Linked DNA regions of Rattus norvegicus: region 1 is linked to region 2. The links are chromatin contacts, called in public Hi-C maps. All regions are on one chromosome and are shown on one strand. Each heading gives the region's core, a stretch centred on a gene start, on an enhancer-like site or on the middle of the called end of the contact. The rest is flanking DNA. Distances are from core to core; before and after follow the strand shown. Region 1 holds the start of Abcc5 (ATP binding cassette subfamily C member 5). Region 2 overlaps LOC120095699 (a long non-coding RNA gene).

Evidence for each region. A called contact is a pair of places that touch in the nucleus more often than the background predicts.
Region 1: a Hi-C map of the A7r5 cell line shows a contact between it and region 2, with 3 times the contacts expected there. The contact joins the promoter of Abcc5 here to the enhancer-like site in region 2. A contact is called at or near these places in 3 of 12 Hi-C or Micro-C datasets (the A7r5 cell line, Schwann cells and hepatocytes).

The regions. Positions count from the first base shown.
Region 1 is chr11:93,975,762-93,982,085 of GRCr8, reverse strand. It overlaps Abcc5 (ATP binding cassette subfamily C member 5), which reads right to left and starts at 3,801. Exons shown (of 30, transcript NM_053924.1): 1 at 3,706-3,801; 2 at 289-466. The coding sequence starts at 417.
Region 2 is chr11:93,926,077-93,932,822 of GRCr8, reverse strand. All of the region lies in intron 2 of LOC120095699 (a long non-coding RNA gene), which reads left to right. Among named protein-coding and RNA genes, the nearest start is that of Rps15al2, 16 kb to the right of the region's middle. Within about 2 kb of position 4,427, at least 10 of the 93 cell types and tissues checked have an H3K27ac peak or open chromatin away from gene starts, as enhancers often do. A contact at or near this core is called in the A7r5 cell line, where this site is marked.

The DNA of each region.
Region 1 (6,324 bases), core at 2,552-5,051, 50 kb before region 2:
ACACACACACACACACACACACAAGCAACACAAGACAACTTCTCCATCCTGTTAACTGAACAAGCTCCTTCTTGTGGTGCTGGGGACTAAACCCAGGGCTTCATGGAGACTCAGTCCTCTACCACTGAGCCGCACTCCACAGCTGAGGAATCACAAATCTTAACACTGACCTAAGACCAACAAAGAAAGATAAAGTGATAAAATATGTAACATATGAAAAAAAAAAAAAGAAGAAGAAGAAGAAGAAGATACGGTGTAGGAACCAAATCTGGGGAAGGAAGCACTCACTGATCTTGTTCTCCGGAACCTGGGTTCTTCACGATCGCCGTGTTGTCCCGGGATAGTGCTTCTGTCCCTGACGCTTCTGTATCCGGGACTGGGGATGATGTATTCTTTTCCCATGTCAATATCCTTCATCTTCACTCCACACAGGACCAGGGCTCAGGCTCCTCTCACTTTAGAATTTCTGAAATTAAAATTTTACAGAAGCAGACACTTCCTAATCATGCTCAAAGCATGCTCGGAATGCCGAAGTGCTTTGGAACAGGAACAAAAACATTGACACCTCTTCACCAATACGCTACAGAACTATTTTAAATACCCCTTCAGCTTCTTGTTTTTTTTGTTTTTTGTTTTTTAATGAGAAGAAGGTTCTAGCATCAAGAAAAATTACCAAGCCAGGCACAGTGGTGCTCAACTTTAATCCCAGGCCTCGGGAGGCAGAGGCAGGCAGATCTCTGAGTTTGAGGCTAGCCTGGTCTATGGAGCTAGTTCCAGGACAGCAGGGCTACACAGGGAAACCCTGTCTCAAAAAATACAAGAAAAAAAGATCTATGTTCTATCTTTTTAAGTATTGCCTGGTCCATTCCTAAAACTCTGCTCTGTGTTTCTACATCACTGCCTGCCTGGCTAATTCCAGTCAACATCCTGCATCAACTCTGGTCACTTGTTTAAAAAGTTTGCACTTGTTTTATTTACTCTGTGTGCGACAGACAGAGAAAACAAAGACAACCATGTGCCCTGAGATCAAAGGGCAACTTGCAAGTCAGTTCTCTCTTTCTAACATCCAGGTTCCGGAGATGGAACTCCAGTTCTCTGCCTGGCAGCAGGCCATCTCACTGGCCCTCTGGCCACTTTCTAAAAAACCAAAGCACACTTGCCCCTCTAAAAGGTTCCCCCATTGTCAGAAGCTCAGATTCCCGAACGCCAGATATAAAACCACCGCAGACGTATGGCCATGCTGCTGTAGTCCCTAAGTCCAGCCATGATGGCAACTGCTTAAGGACTGTGTCTCCTGCAGCACAAAATTTTGACAACTGTAATCTATTTGTTGTTTTTGACACAGGATCTCAAGTAGCCCAGGCTGGCCTCCTGATCTAGGTCTTGGAAGGATGACCTTGAACTTCTGATCCTCCCTCCTGATTCTACACCCCAAAGGCTGGGGTTTCAAAACTGCTCTACTGTGGCTGGTTTATCTGGTGCTAGGGATCAAACCCAAGGCTTTGCACATCTCAGGCAAGCACTCTGCCAGCATCCAGCATCCCAAGCCCCTGTCATTCATTTTTAAATCATCAGAAGAAAAATACTAATTAGTCCTGGAAGTAAAAAAAAAAAAAAATTTAAAGCCCCTTGAATCTCCAACGAGGGCCAGACATTTTGCTTGTCAGAATTCTGGTTCAAACACCGGAAATTGATACAGATAAGTTGTTTACTAAAAAAAAGAGCACCTTGCCCAACGACTGTGAACACCATAAACAAAACCTGCTTACTAAGCAAAAACAGTGCTCGTGTCTCAGAGGCCTTACGAAAGCTAAGCTATAAACAGATCTGGCATCTGCCATTGTCCTCTGGAAGAGGAAGATTACTGCTACTTCAAAATCAGGCAAGAGAGGGTTGGGGGAGCTTAAAAGGGAGGAGTCCGAGGGAACCCAGTCACAATACCAAACCCGTCAAGAACAGGCGAAGTTATCGAAGGGCTTTAGGAGGCAATGCTTTTTCAATCATATATTATGATATCAGAACCTGTAGCATGTATACACACACAGGCTGTGGTGGCAAAGACCCGGGGTAAGTTTTGTGACAGAAAACAACTGTTTTCCTGAATGGCGAGATGAGATGGGACTTCAGTGGCCTATTCTAACACCCCTATCCTTCCAGACAAAGTTAGTTTCTATAGGAAGGGTATGGGGAACTGTTGACCCCTGTGAGCTACAACATTGCTACAGCTTCACTTTCATTAAAAAAAAAAAAAGAAAAAGGTAAGCGCTAAGTATGCAAACACCTGAGAAGCCATAAAGTTAGTGTCACACTGAGCACAAGGAGGACACCACCTTCTGTGTGTCTGGGATGCGACGGGCACAACACACAGAGGCTGGCCGGAGTAGTGCTCCGTGGGGAATGAACATGGGTATGAAGCAATCCATTAGAAAGGATTACTACACCAGGCCCCTCTCTGGCACAACTCGAGCAATTAGTACTTCCCTATTTTCTGGACTTTTCCCTTGCAGTTAATGTAAACTCTTTGTTTAAAAACTAAAGCTAATTTAGGCTCAAGGATAAACCATGTAGTCCCCAGCCCTGCCAGATCCAAAGCTAAGGGCTCATGTATCAGGACTAGGAAATCCCCATGTTTGCATCTAAGCCAGAGCTGTAAAGGGAGAAAGGAGAATAAACGAAGTGAGGGCTCTCGCATTAATACCCCAACCCAAAACTGATGGGGTTGGGGGCCGCCTGGTTTTGCTTAAAAATTCCCTTTGCAGTGATAAAGGGGTGGACGCGACGATTCTGCAGGGGGAGGGGCACTGCGTAGGACTGGAGAACTGTAACTAGCCAAACTGCTGTTTCCAAGTTATGTTATCACAACATCTCTCAGAGGTTTTAGGCGCCTCAGGAAGCTTCTTCATGTCCTGCAGCTACAGAAGCAAGGAAGCTGAAGGTTGTCCAATTACCACGCCCCCAGGACCCACCTTTCCCTCCAAACTCCCTCATCTGTCACTTACTCCAGAGACCCCAGTAAAACCTATCCATTTCTCCCTTCGGAACTCAAACTTCCCAGGTCATTCCTATGCCCGTCTGTATCGAACTTCCACATCTGTATGAAAACACCAGATCCAGGTGTTATAAACACAAAGCCACTAGCTGCTCTGCGTGTCAGCACTGAAAAGGACACCGGTGACAGGAGATCTGGGCTCCCATCCTGGCTCTGCCTCAGCTTCGCTGTGCGTGCTGATGCCACGTACCTCCACATACGTCGCAAAACAAAAACAAACAAACAAACAAAAAATCGTAGAAAATTACTTACGTAGTGGGTGGCTGACAGTCAGCCTCCAGTACCAGAGGGAGGTTGGGGCTTCTCTCTGGACAGCTCCGCCACCCGGCCCTAGGGCGTTCCCACGCCAGCCCCGGCCTGGCGAGCACAGGCTCCACGACCCACCCAGAGCGAACGCAGCTCCCCCTGGTGGCCGCGCCGAGAGTGGAGCCTGCCGCGACCACCCATTAAACCTCCCCTCCGGCTTTCTAACACCTAGACCCCGGGCACAGCCCGCGAGTTCGCCAACAAGCCCGGAACGGCGCAGATCAGGGCGAGACAGGCCCCGTTTCTCCGGTCCAAGGTTTCCCATCTCCCACCACGCCTCGGAGAGCCCAAAGGAGTGAGCCTGTGACAGCATCCGACACTGCATGGAAAAGGCAAGAACCGCTACCTACCTGCATCCCAGCCTCCCCACACGAAAGCAAACAGCCCGGGCACGCTCGCGAACATCGGACCCGGAGCAAAACAAGCCTTTATAGCGGCATAATCCCCCACAATGCGCAAGCGCGATGCACAAAGCTTGCGCAAGACCGAAGGGAATCGTAGTCCCTCATCCGGCAGCCCCCGGCGCCGCACACCGCAAAAGACTACGTTTCCCAGAAGCACCGCTGATGCCCGGGGGTGCAGGCTGCTCACCGTGCCCGCACGCATCCCGTGCTGCCCCATCCTTTCCCGGCTTCTGATACCGGGTCTGGAATCTTCTCTGCCGTCCTGAGTCACCAGGGCTGGGCAGCTGGGTCGGGGTGGCTGGTCGCGCTGTATTCTCTGGCAACCAGAGGTTCAAAGTCAAGAACTTCCAAATCTATGCGGCGGTTCCACGTGCCAGAAAACATCGTGAAGGTCATCGTAGCCTGCTTCTGTTCAACCCCAATTCTAAGCTGTGGTGTCACTTAGCTGGTGCATGAGTCCTCCACGTTCTGAATGAACGATACCTTTGGCTGTCTTCTCTATCACAGCTGCATGGCTTCTAAGGAATTTCCAAAGTGCCAAGGGATGTCAAAATGATATGTTAATCAGTTTTTATAAATAAAAGTGAAGCTCCGGGGGCATTAGTCGTTTTATTTTTCTATTTTATCTATTTTAGTATCGTAATATAAGGACTACTCTGTTGAGTGCCTCCCCACCTTTAGAGTCCCCCAGGGTTTGTTTATGGTTACTCATTAAGAGACTTAAACAGAAGGCAAAATAGATTGCCCACCATGCAACTACCTAGTTAGCTACTGTCAACACTGCCGTAAGGCTGGACTTATTGACAGGGCGTTACTTGACACACAGAAGGAGTAATAGACCGGTTCTGTAGAATTAATAGCCTAGGCGCTGGGAAGATGGTTCAGTGGTTAAGAGCGCATGCAGATCAAACATGAGGATTTGAGTTCGAATCCTCCACACCATGGAAAAACCCAGGTGTGGCTGCGCTTTCACTGCGAGGCTAGGGCTGTGTGGAACAGAAACGGAAGAATCTCTTGAACCTGGGGGCAACCAGGCAAGCTGCACAGGCAAGGAGAGACCTTAATTTAAGACAATAAGACCCGAGTAAAACAGGATGCCCGAAGCTGTCTTATGACTTCTAGGTGAGAATGGGCACTCACACTTGCACATATACACAACACACATACATATACACATACACGCACAAGTAAAATTATAGTGTAGGAAAAGCATGGTAGAGTATCGTACTTCCATCAACCCGGCACTTAGGAGGTAAAGGCAGGTGAATTGTGAATTTGAGCCAGCCGGGGCCACATAGAAAGTAAAAGGCGAGATGGAGCATTGTAGAACATACCTTTAACGGTGGCACTGGGAAGGCAGAGGGGCAAATGGGTCTGTGTGAGTTTCAGGGTAGTCAGAGTTACATGGTTAGACACTGGAAAGGGGAGGGAGGTCTCTAGGAAACAGACTTCTGCATAACTGTAAATTTCATGTGTAACAGAATTGTACAAGTCAGCAAGGAAACGAAGCAAGTAGAAAATACTAGGACAATTGGTTATCCATATAAAAGGAAACGCTTTGCTCAATACCAGGTCCCAGGCAGATCAAACATCTAAATGTGAAGCAAACTGTGAAGTTGAAAACTTTTGGAGAAAACGTGAAATACCCTTATGAATCTGAGAATAGGGGAGAACCTCTTAAGGTTGACAAAAGATAGTGATGGGCGTTGTGTGTGGACACTAAGTATCCCCAGAAGGCTCAGGAAGTGAGCAGTGTTCAGAGCTCACCTTTCGGGATGTTGGATCATGAAGACTCTTGACTCAATGAGTGGTTTAATATTGATTGATGCATGGTTCCCTGTCACTATTGGAAGCTAGTGAAATGTTAGGACTTGGAGTCTTGTTAAAGGAAGTAGGTGACTAGAAGTATACCTTTGAGTGATGTATGTTATCCCTGGCCCCTTTCTGGTTTTTTTTTTTTTTTTTTTTTTTTTGGTTCTTTTTTTTCGGAGCTGGGGACCGAACCCAGGGCCTTGCACTTCCTAGGTAAGCACTCTACCACTGAGCTAAATCCCCAGCCCCGGCCCCTTTCTGTTTTATAGGCTCCCTGCCATGATGTTCAGCCTTGTGCCAAGCCCATAGTAACAAAACCAGTACACCATGGATGAGAATCTGAGCCAAAATAAGTATTTTCTCCTTTAAGTTGATGTTTTCTTGGGTATTTGTCACAATAACAAAAAGCTAATAAAATAATAAAAAAAAATACATTTGGGGTCCAGGAATCGGCAGACAAACTACACAAACACTGACCTCAGTCAGACAAGGATAATTTATTGAGCATTTGCCCCAGTACTGATTGATCAGGGCCAAAGACCAGACTCAGAAGGTGACTGCAACCTTGAGCGCTACAGAGCTTTTAAGTCTGAAATCCACAAACATGTGTGCCAAATTGTTCCACCAATCAGGATTTAGGGATAGGGGATCTCCTTAGGAACATGTCTCTCTCTGTTGTACACTTTTCCTGTTCCCATTGGCTGGGGTATTCATCTCTGGTGGAACAACTCACATCGCCTAATACCCATGTCT
Region 2 (6,746 bases), core at 3,178-5,677:
AAATAGAAATCAAAACTATCTTGAAAGTTCAACATACAGCAGTCAAATGGCTGAGATCAATAAATGATAGCTCGAACCAGCAAGGATGTAGGGAAAGAATGCTTGGTGCTGGGAGCACAAAGGTGGGCAGCCAGTATGGAATCGCTACGGCAATTTCCAGGAAGCAGAGAACACATCTACCTACATCCTGCTCCAGAGACACTTTCTCAGCCATGTTTATTGCTGCTCTGTTCGAGACAGTCAGAAATTAGAAACAGCCTAGGTGCTACAGCGGATGAATGAATAATGAAATGTGGTACAGCTGCACAATAATTATCCAGCTATTGAGAAAAATGAAATGATAACATTTGCAGATAGATAAATAGGTAGAGCTAGGAAAAAAATCATCCTGAGAGGCAAAAGGATAAATATGTATGTTTTCTCTTATGTGTGTATACTAGTTTACAAATCTATTTAAATAACCACAGAGGTCAGGTGCCTAGTACTAAGGAACTAAGAGGAGGGAGGAGGATATCCTAAGGAAAGGAAAATAGAATACGTTGTTATGGAGAAGCAAGGGGGAAACTAGGATAGGAAGAGTAAATAGGGAAGGGGATGGCCTGTTGCGGTAAATATTAAAAATATCCACAAACCCTCACTAACTGGCATCATTGGCATTAGCAGAGTACATTCATCTCAGTGGCGGCCGGTTCTAGGGCACCATGCTATCTCCAGCTATTCTCCAGTTCCAGCGTCGGCTGCCCTCCTGGCTCTCTGCCACGGAACTCTGTTCTCATCCCCACCTTCTCCCCCCACAATGGTTATAATATCAACCTCCAGCAACCCATTAAAATCGAGACTCAATAAGCTTGTAATTTAGCAGCCAGATTTATCTCAGTAAATTTGCACTCCACAAAACCTCCACACAATAAACTCCCCACCAATCGATAATGATACAAACCGTCCACCTAGATAAGCTGACCTATAAAAATCCATCCCTTAAAAAATATTCATGGGCTGGGGATTTAGCTCAGTGGTGGAGCGCTTACCTAGGAAGCGCAAGGCCCTGGGTTCGGTCCCCAGCTCCAAAAAAAAAGAACCAAAAAAAAAATATTCATAACTACCTGTGGCCATTTAAGGCCACACAGATCTGGGTCGTCCTTCTCTGCCTCCATCTTGGTTCTTGTCCTCTTCTCCTCCCCGTCTCTCCTCCCTTCAAAACTCTGTCCCCACCTTACTTTTTCACTGCCCAATCACAGGCCTTGTCTTAAGTTGTGCCAGCCCTCGCCTGCAAATAGACAACAATCTACAGAGAGAATAGGGAGGAACCATGGAGGGAACAACCAACAATAAAGGTCATAGCTTCCTAAAACATATATGAAGAAATCTACATGAAGTGGCCAAATAATGCGGCAGACAATGCCCTAACCAGACATCGTCTACTGCCAAGCCAAACCTCCAGTGCCGGAACGAGTTACATCTTGTTGTTACCCACAGGAGCCACATAGAGAACCCCCGACCATCACAGAGTTTTGCCAAGGCTACTGGTTACTCTCCACAACCCGATGGTAAGGCCCTGTTACTGAAGACACCACTTACTTACGTCACTGGACATGGACACATTAAACTGGTGCCTAACTAAAAGCTCTACCCCTCCCAACTAGCGCTGTGGTCCTAGAAGTACAATACATGCTACTGAAGGAGAAAGATGATCATTCTATTTCCAAGCCACAACTCCTTTGACCTACAACAGTGGTCTGCCTACAAGATATGCTGGTATATTAGTGGCACGAGTGTCGTGGGAGTAACCAACCACTTTCTGATTGGATTTAAGGCCCACCCCCTGTGATAGAAAGTGTTCCTGACACTACTAAAACAGCCAAGAACATGAGACTATATAGGTCATGGGATTATAGGAAATCCTAATGCTGTTATCTTCTTCTAATGACGCACTGCTATAGCCATGGGATCTCAGTCAACCTTCACCAGAGAAGCTTCCTCTTGCAAAAGATAAGAAACACAGAAACCCACAAGTGGACAATGTTCAGAGTGAGAAACTTTGGAGTACCCAGTCCTTAGTGGAAGATTTTTATCAAACTCCGGCTTCTAAGTGGAAGAGGAGGTGAAAAGACTAAGATAGGTGATGGATGACTCTAAGGAAGGTGTGTCTTCCAGACACAACAGGACTGGGGCACGTATGAACTCACAGAGACTGTGATAGCACACAGAGGCCTGCAGAGGTTCAAGCCAGGTAGGGTCTCAGTACTGAGACAGGGGAGTAGACGTAAGCCCCACCCCTAACCAAGAAAGCTATTTGCAATTGATACCTGTTGGCAAAGGGAAAACACATTTTCTCCAGTGGAATTTCACTGAGTATTATTAACCACACCTCAGGCAGGGCCCTGAAGGACCCTAGGGGCTTTTGGCAGTCTTACACCCACCACCTCAGGTCAAGACCTGAAGTACCAGCTTCCGGCCTGGGGTCAAGGCTAGGCCAAGTCCCATTCTCCACCCACAGCTCTCAACATTCTTGAAAAACCACAGAAGGTACTGACTGATAGTCACTGACCCTCTGGTCCCAGATAGAGTTCTTTTTTTTTTTTTTTTTTTTGGTTCTTTTTTCCGGAGCTGGGGACCGAACCCAGGGCCTTGTGCTTCCTAGGCAAGCGCTCTACCACTGAGCTAAATCCCCAGCCCCCCAGATAGAGTTCTAATGCATGTCTTATGCTTCCTAGCCGATAGACTCAAAGGTCAATATGCTCACCAATAAGTTTAAACTGTAACCTTGCTGATGTAACCTGTAGCCCTAAAAGGTATAAAAACTGCTTGTTATAGCCATCCGAGGTCACCTTCTAGTCACTCGCCACGAGGGTTGCCAGAAAAATAAACCTCTTGCGTTTGCATCGAACTCCATTTTCGTGTCTCACTTTGGGGGTCTCCCGGTAGTTAAGACTCACTTCGAGCCTTACAGTGACACAAAACAAATCCATTGGTATTTTTGTAGACTTTTTGTCTCATTTTGCTTTGTTTGGGCTTTTTTTTTTTTTTTTTTTTTTTTTGTCTTATTTCTCTTTTGCTTATCTGCTTTTATTTTCTTTTTGTGTGTGTGTGGGTTTTTTTGGAAGGGGGGGTTGTGTGTGTTTCTTATAGTTTTTTTTTTTACTTTGTTTATTTGACAGAGAGAAAGAGAGAAAACATGAAGTTGGGTGGGTAGAGAAGTATGGAGAATCTGGAATTGGAGGAGGGAAAACATGATGAAAATATATTGTATAATTTTTTTCAATTAAAAAAGGCAAAACACTCAGAAATGAGGAAGAGGAGGAGGGAGAGGAAGAGAAGGACAAAAGGACACTAGGTCTTCACAGAAGGGCACTAGAGAAAACAATGTTTAGACACCTTTTCTTCAGTGAAAGAAATTGACGACACGCCTTTTTCCATTCAGAAGTGTGAGTGGATGTGTTAGTGCCTGGTAACCTTTGCTATTCTGTAAAGTTAGCCTTCTCAAATTTCCCAGAGTCCTGAGCATTGTTTCTCAGTCAATGGAACCCATTCATGTCAAAAAAAGAAAAAGAAAAGTTACAGGTGCTTTGCTAAAGAGGTGTACTCTGTAAGAGTCTTGATGTAACCATGGCTGATGCTTGGTTGTGATAATTGTCAGAAGGAAACTTTCCAACGTTTTAATGTGTTTAATTAAAATAAATGACGGGGGCTGGAGAGATGGCTCAGTGGTTAAGAGCACCAACTGCTCTTCCAGAGGTCCTGAGTTCAAATCCCAGCAACCACATGGTGGCTCACAGCCATCTGTAATGGGATTCGATGCTCTCTTCTGGTATGTCAGAAGACAGCTACAGTGTACTCATATACAAAATAAATAAATAAATCTTTAAAAAAAATAAATAAAATAAAATAAAATAAATGACAACAGACTCCAGAGGTTACCACTGGCTAACTAAGTGGAGCTGAACCCAAGTTCTTTCTTTTTTTTTTAAAGAATTAATTATTAATTAATTTATTTTATGTGAGTAAAGTGATGAATAATGTATATCCTCTTGTAACTAAAAATCACAAAGGCTTCGGGGAGTCAAGAAGCCATAAGGGGGGTTGGGGATTTAGCTCAGTGGTAGAGCGCTTGCCTAGCAAGCACAAGGCCCTGGGTTCGGTCCCCAGCTCCGGAAAAAAAAAAAAGAAGCCATAAGGTTTGGATATACTCACCACAGACCAGACGGAATTCAGATGAGTGTGCCTGCCTAATGTTGAGAGTGGGATTTTTTTCCCCTTGGTCTTGAGTTCTCTTACCTTTCCCAATTACTAAGGCAAATTTTAACTTCTGTTCCTAGTTTATATTTGTCCCAGATTTTCACCTGGCTGACACCCAGGGACTGCCTGAGGACGGCAGACTGCTGATTTCTGACTCACTGAAAGCTGAGGATTAGCCATTCCAGTGATATGCTTGGTTCCCTGTCTTTCAGCTGAGTCACCTAACCAGATGCTTTGAATAAATGCCCCATTGCCCAGCCTTTAACTGGCATTTCAGCCTTCCTGGGCTCCCAAAAGACAACATCCTAATCTCAGCAGGAAGCAGCTATAGAAGGAGAAAAATACAATGTTGAGATGCTAAGTCAAAAAGAACCCTATTTCTGGCAATAACTCATAATTCTTAGGTCCCAATTGATCCCTTGGCTAATGATTCTGATCTTGAGGAAAAAAACCGATGAATCAATTATTTGACTCAGTTACAAACAGAGTGGGTAATGAGAGGACAGAGTCAGCTGGAGACAGGCTGACTCCATGGCAGGCTGCAAACTGACAGTTTGGGAGACTAGGCCTAAGTTTCTGTTTCCCAGAACTGGAAAAGTAGAAAACAAGTCAATTTCAGAAAAAAAAAAAAAAAATCCACATGCCTTAGTTAGGGTTTTATGGCTGTGAACAGACACCATGACCAAGGCAACTCTTATAAGGACAACATTTAATTGGCACTGGCTTACAGATTCAGAGGTTCAGTCCAATACCATCAAAGTGGGAGCATAGCAGCATCCAGGCAGGAATGGTGCAGGAGGAGCTCAGTTTCTACATCTTCATCTGTGACTTCAATGGTGACAAATAAAGAGAGTAAAATAGGCCTAGGTCCCCAGGGGCGTAAATGAGTGTCTGGTAAGAAAGTAGCCGAAGGCAAGGGCTCAGTGATTGCTACTTTTCTTGTTGCTATAATTAAATAACAAAAGTAACTTAAGAGGGGTTTGTTTACAGTCTGAGGGGACATCCTATCAAGGTGCAGTGGGGAAGGCCTGGCAGCAGGAGCATGAGGCAGATGGGTAACACTGCATCCAGAGAGAAACCTAAAAGCAATGGCTGCTGTGCATGGCTCAGCACCCTTTCTCCTTTTTATTCGTTCTGGAACTCTAACCCATGGAATCCATGCAAAGAAAAAAAGGCAGAGAGCCTTTACCCTGGGATCCAGCTTATCTTCCTGTTGGCAGGGTCAGAGGCTTGAATCTTCGAGCACTGTAGATGGACAACGAGGTATGTCTTCCCACCTCTGTGCTTATTAAGGCCAGAATGGTATGGAACCTTCAGTTTTAACACTTCTCTCAGATCCCTACGGTAATTATCTGTGCCTACGCAGGCTCAGGATACCTTGTGACCTAGAGTTTAGATACTTCTCTCTGACCCGTGAGTTTCTACAGCACAACAGTAACCTTTCAATCCCAAGTAAAGTACAACCTCGAAGTGATGTAAAAAACGGAGGGAAGAGGTTTAAAAATATTTTAATACTTCCCTGAACTTTTATAAGATGTATTTGATGTATATCCTACAGCTTTTCTTACATCCACCCCTGCTTTCCTACCTACCCAACTTGGTGCTCCCTTAGCTCTTGGAGTTCAAGTTATGTTATCCAAATAGTTGGGTGTGGGGCCAGCCCCCGGAAAGTGACTGACCTACCAGGAGTTACACCCTTGAAGATAAAACAGCCCAGCTGTTATCAAATGCAAATAGCTCCTTACCCGGGTTGGGACCTCAGGCCAAAGGCCGTGAGAAGATTCTTAACATTCTTTAGAGATAAAATTTGAAAGCCACCAAAAGCCACCAAAATCGTACATATGTAAAATTACCTAAGAGCTGAGAGGTTAGAAGTATGTTGTTGTAGTAAACATTTAATCTCAAAGGGGGTTTCTACCCTGCCTTTGATCACTCAGTTCTCAGATAAAAGACGCAAAACCTTTATATATTATGATAAGCCTTAAAGCACTAGAGCTGGGCAGATATCAACGCTCTAAGCTGTTGGTTTCTACTTCCCTATCAATAACCCCAACTTATAACGAATCATGTTCCCTCTGGTCAGCTCTTAACTCCAGCTGGCCAGCCCTCATGGCCTGCCTCCCCCATCTCTCTTCTGCCTCTTTACTCAACCAACAGTTTTAAACTAAGGAACAAGGTTGCATAGCATCACTTGGCATGTGTGAGGATTCTCTCACGCCTGAGACAACCAGGACCAGCCAGAATTTAGCATTAGATGCATAGCAACAGACCAAACCTCAACGTATGATGCTTTCTACCAGCTCGCCTGTCTCGAACTCCAGATCCAGGGAATCTGGTGCCCTCTGCTGGCCTGTAGAGACACTACAGTTGTGTGGTACTCATCTAAATAAATCTTTCTTTAAAACACCTAAAAGTGAATCAGCCAACGCCTCCAGAGTTCCCTCCTTAGGGCAATGGTCTTTCCAGAAGTGGTTTTTTTCTAGCTCCAGGAACTGCTCACAGGTGATCCC